Linked DNA regions of Sus scrofa: region 1 is linked to region 2. The links are chromatin contacts, called in public HiChIP or PLAC-seq maps. All regions are on one chromosome and are shown on one strand. The core of a region is the stretch at or near the end of the contact, and the rest is flanking DNA. Distances in the headings are between cores, read along the strand shown.

Evidence for each region. HiChIP or PLAC-seq counts read pairs in DNA pulled down with a chosen protein or histone mark.
Region 1: a contact with region 2 is called in an H3K27ac HiChIP or PLAC-seq map of alveolar macrophages. The contact joins the promoter of MSN here to the promoter of LAS1L in region 2. A contact is called at or near these places in 1 of 47 Hi-C or Micro-C datasets (embryonic fibroblasts) and 1 of 2 datasets of contacts at active chromatin or transcription factors (alveolar macrophages).

The regions. Positions count from the first base shown.
Region 1 is chrX:51,901,818-51,904,517 of Sscrofa11.1, forward strand. It overlaps MSN (moesin), which reads left to right and starts at 1,388. Exons shown (of 13, transcript NM_001009578.1): 1 at 1,388-1,503. The coding sequence starts at 1,492.
Region 2 is chrX:51,772,095-51,774,794 of Sscrofa11.1, forward strand. It overlaps LAS1L (ribosomal biogenesis protein LAS1L), which reads right to left and starts at 1,322. Exons shown (of 13, transcript XM_021080068.1): 1 at 989-1,322. The coding sequence starts at 1,179.

The DNA.
Region 1 (2,700 bases), core at 138-2,637, 130 kb after region 2:
CAGATTTGTTTCTGCTGTGCCACAACAGGAACTCCCTCTAGGGAGTTCCTTTCTTATCCTTTTATAATGACAGAGTGGGAAAGGACCTTGGAAGCCCAGGAGCCCAGCCCTTTATTTTTACAGAAGGGGAAACTCAAGCCCAGAGGGGGGAAGGGACTTACCCAAAGGCTACACAGTGGTCAGAGAGTGAGTTAATGACAAAGCTATGCTGAAATCCAAGTGTCGAGACCACCCTTTTCAAATATCCTTTTCACTGCCCTGAGGTGGCTCATTGTCTCTGAAGTATATGTTGCCCTATCTCAAAAAGAATACAGACCATGCCTCCGCACAATTTCCAGTGGATAGGGGTAAAAAGGACTATGGCTGGTCAATTTCAAACTAAAACTCAGACTTAACTAGATAACTGTTACAGTCTAGAACATCTCTATCCTGGTATTCTGTGACCTTGACAAGAAGCAGAAAGTGTGCTGGTAGACATATCTCAAAGGAGTGGACTGGTGGGTGCATCTAATCTGGGGGAATTATCAGAAAGTGAATCAGGTATCAGGTGAATGTGTTGGGGGGGGAACTAAAGGATCAGGGCATTGATTTGAAGAAGGTGGAGACTAGGATTTGAAGGAAGGAAAGTGAATAGAGGACAGATATGGGGAAAAGCAGCCAGATTCTGATTTAAAAAATGAGGATTGAGCAAGAATGGAGATGATATATGATGGGAAAAACAATATAGAGTCCCACAGAAGAGAATCAATGAAGTGTTGGAGAAGCTGAGGCAGTTTAGCCAAGAGAAGTTTCAGGGCATATAGGATCTAAGACCTTTGAGGACTTGCTGGGAACAGAAGGGGATTTGTGTGGCCTCAGGGAGCAGAGCTGGAGCCACAGAAAAGAGGAATTCAGACACACGTGGGAAAAACTTTCTGAGAGTCAGAACCATCTTGAGAGGAAACCAAGAGTTTTGCTAGGTAGTGAGCTCCCCATTACTGGAAAGTTGCAGTCAGGGCTGTAAGCCTCTTTCCAGGGTGCGGCCTAGGGCCTGGCCCTACTTGGAGGTGGGGCGGGATGGCCCGGATGCGGAGGGTCAGGGGCTGTGAAGGGGGTGGGAGAGGGGCAGGCGGACTCTGGTTCGGGTGGGAGCTCCCACTGGAACGCTCAGGTCCAGCCTAGCCCCCAAGTAGCTGGTGTGGCCCGACTGGGCTGGGCTGGGCTGGGCGGGGCGAGGCCAGCGGCCGACGAGAAGGCGGGCGCGAGGGCGGAGAGCGGCGCGGAAGCTCGGCCACATAAAGGAGCGGGCGGCGCGACGGGGGTGGCTCTTTCCTGGGTGGGGTTTGTGAAGTCGTGGCCCGTTAGCAGGAAGCGGAGCAGTCGCCCCGACGCTAGCGAGAGGCCCAATCCGAGCCCCCAGTGTTTGGAGTCCGAGCCTTGTGTACTGCGTGCTCAGTGCCGCCCGACAGCTCCCAGCCAAACTTCGCCAACTCCGCCGCCTTTGCCGCCACCATGCCCAAGACGGTGAGTGCCCAGGGTGGGCGCTGCCGGCCCTGGGGGGGAGGTGCTCTTGCGGAGCCTGGTGGCCCCTGCCTGACGGCCCTGGTCTTGGCCAGCCACCCGCCGGCTCGAGGTGCCGCGCCCTCCGCAGTGGCCTGGAGTCGGGAGGGGCGGGGGTGGAGTCCGGGTCCGGCGCGCCGTCGCCGTAAGGGGGTCTAGGGATAGAAGCACGAGCCGGGCGGGGCCGACCTCTTTCTCAGATTACAGTTCCTTGTGTATGCAGTGCGACAGTTAGTGAAGGCTTCTTTGGGGGCCCAACGTCTCCTTTTACTCCTGAGGGGCCCTGGGTACAGGGGAGAGGACTCTAGTCCGAAGGAGGACCCTTACCCAGTCCAGGAATTGGTGCATTTATGAAGCAAGTCTGCCACTGCCCAGGAGGGGCCATGGGAACTAAGAAGCAAGGAGGAGTGTGGGAGCTGCTCAGTGCATCCCCAAACCCCCACTCACCTTTCCCACAGCTTCCCCAGGCAGCTTCAGATGTTTCCCACTAGAGGGGGAAGAGAAAGTTGTGGACAGACTCATTGAGGCCTCTTGCTTTTACCTGGGAAAGCTAACATTTCACTAGGCACCAGTCTGAAGGAAGGTCTGCTCTATCTCCTGTGGGGGCGGGGAGGGGGGGGGCGGAGAGGACTGGTTTCTTCCTCCTCTCCACTGCTAAATCGTCTTTCTCATTGCTTACTGGCTCTCTATCCACTCTGGACTGTTCTGTGAGGTGTGGAATCTCCTGTGGGGCCACACCTTTCTAGAGTGGTGGTAGCTTCTAGGATCTGGTCTCCACCCCACTGGCTGTTGTGAGAAGAGCAGAAGCCTCCTGGGAGTGGGGCCTATGGGGCCGGATGCCCAGAAGGGAGGGGAGGAGGGGTGTGCTTGAATAATGAGCCCTGCTTGCTTTTGTGCAAGTCATGCCAAATGCCTGTTGAGGCCTTTCCCTTGCTCAGGAAGGCAGGGTGACCATCCTGGCTTGAGTCCCTTAGGCCAAGTAGCTTGTTACACTGGTTTAGGCAATGCAGTTCCCCCTGACCCCTCTCCCTAGGGCTGCCTGAGCCTTTTAGAGCTAAGATAGTGACTGGTAGTCTTGAGAAGGTCTGAGAGCCCCTGGAAAAGAGGAGTGGGGGCCTGGTTCTTTGGGCGTGTGCTGAGCTTTGGTTGCCACGATGCTGT
Region 2 (2,700 bases), core at 72-2,571:
ACGTAGCAACCAAAACCAGACTTTGCTTATCATGTGCTACCCCCACACTCCCACCCGCAAAGCCACCCCCTACCCCTACCCATGTAGGTCTTACCTGACCAATGCCATGCCATAGAGCAGTCTAAGTTCATCAGTGCCCAAGCCACCAGTTACATCCATGAGCTTACAGCGTACCAGGTCAGCAGTAGAAGCCACTGCCAGGGGGAGTTCGTTGCCTAACCTAAAGGGCCACAGTCCAGCACCATCATAAAGGTCCCTTATACTGGCCCACCCTCCACCTCAGGGCCTAGGCTTCTGTAGGCTATTCCAATTATATACTGGCTCAAAAGCGTGTGGACAGACACAAATTAAGAAGGTAGGAAGAGGGAGGGTTATGTCCAGCAATTACATACGGCATGAGAGGCTGGTTAAGATATACACAGGATATCTAACTGCTACACAATCAATGAACAATTAAGTTTGGGTACTCCTCTTTCTTTCACCCTGAAACCCTCAACTCATTCAGCTAAAAAAGACCTTATTCTTAGATACATTAACCCCTTATCTGCTCCCAATTGAATCTTACCTTCTGTACTGAAGCACCCCATTCAAATACGGTTTTGCAGGCAAGCTCCCCCAATCCCCACCTTCTTAATTCAAATCAAAAATCCACTCTAGAGTGCTACTCCTTAAGCCCTGGCTGGCTCAGCCACAAGGGTCCCTCCAGCACCCACCCAAAGATGGGAGAAGGTTAGGGATAAAGCTCACTGATTTGACAAAAGGGCTGTCGAGGCACACCCCTTTTCTTTCCGCAAACGGGATTAGTGCCAGAGCTTGGCTGCGACCTTCCCACAGGAACTTGGGAGAGGGGCGATGTTCAAACCACTTGTAGGGGGACGACTAGGCATTTAGAAGATTGGTTAATAAGGCCTTAAGCAAATCCTACAAATGAAGAGGTGAAGTACCACCAGCGCGCTGCAAGGAGGGCTAACTAAGCCTGCCGCCTTACCTGCTTCTCCACACGGTGATGCGGTTCAGCGCGTACCGCTGCAATTTATGGTCGTCACAGAACAGATACACGGTCACCTGATCCCACTCGGCCCTACTGAGCCAAGCGACCACGACACGCTGGGTCCAGAGTGGCGACAACCCTTTCTCTTTGACGGACTTTCCGCACCAAGCACTCCACACGCGATCCATCCCCAGAGGACCCAAACCCGGTTCAGTCCAGGATTCCCACGAGACACCGGGCCGGACGCCAGAAATTGTGCCCCCGCACTCCGAACTAACTTCAGCTCAACGTGCTACCCTCACTCCAGCCCCACCACCAGCCAATGGGAGAGCGTGACCCCGACGCAAGCCCGCCTCCCAGCGTTAGCATAGCAAATCGAAACGCGAGAACTGGAGGCCAACCGAACCGCAAGTTGCGGGAACAGCCTAGCCGAAACGACAGGAAGTGTTCTTTCCTCAAAGCAACCGTATCAGCTGCAGGCGTTAGTCTCAAAGGTTCCGCTAATTTCCTGGTTAAGAGGCTCCTGTCCCAGACCCAGAGGGAGTGCAGGAGGAATTTTAGTTTGCGCTCCTTGGCAGGAGGGGTAGGGATTGCGGTCGTCCAGTGTACTGGAAATGCACTGATGTTTTTTCATTGCTATGAATCAGTTCCTGACTCATAAAACAATATTGACCCTGAAGCAGGACTGCAGAGCAAATATCTAGTATTTTAGAAGTTCCCCTTGTGGCTCAGAGGTAACGAACCCGGCTAGTATCCACGAGGTTTCGGATTCGGGCTTCAATCCCTGGGTGAACCCGAGCTGCTGTGTAGGTAGCAGAAGTAGCTCGGACCTGGCCAGTTGCTGTGGCATGGGCTTGCAGAAGCCGCTGGGATTCAACCCCTAGCCTGGGAACTTCCATATGCCACGGGTGTGGCCCTAAAAAAAATTTTTTTAATAAAAAATAAAATGAAGTATCTAAGTATCTAAAGTTGGGTTAAAAAAAATTGTCTGGTTTTTCACATTTGTACAGGAGGGACTTAGACTGGGTGATCTCTACGTTCTTTTCCAGAGCTGAAAATTGTCAGATTTACTCTGCCAGCATTCCACTGCTATGTTGGTTTCAACATCCACAAAGTTAAACTTAGTTCTTCTGCACAATTCCTTGAGATTCTGGAGTTCAGGGGCGGGGGTGTGTGTGTGGCAATATTATGATTTTACAGGTATGATTTTAGCCCTTCTGATTTTACAGGTTGGCTAAAATATGTTCAAAACTCTGTCCCAATTCTTCTCACAAGAATTATTTTCTGATCTAACACTTGAGAGAACTGTTAATAACACTCTACCAGCATCGCTGGGAGTAACTCTTTTTCACATTACAGCAATAAATTCCAATCCATTCTCCATATGCACTTCTTTCTCCAGCCAGCTTCTCCTAAGATCTAGTCTGCCCACGATTATTGAATGATAGTCATTCTATCCTGAGTAAACATGCCAAGCAGTAGGGCAAGTGTCTTCAAGAAACCAGATAACCTTTCCACATTTGGGATGTTGACTGTGTTCAGGCAAAGACAGGGAAATGACTTATATGACTCTTTAGGATCCAATCCAGTCAAAGGAGCTGCCAGGTCTGCAGGAATCATTCATGAACATTTTGGTGGTTTAGACATTACTTTTGGTTAGTACTTTTCAGGTTAAGGGCCCTATCCTTCCCCTTTCCATCCCCACAAAT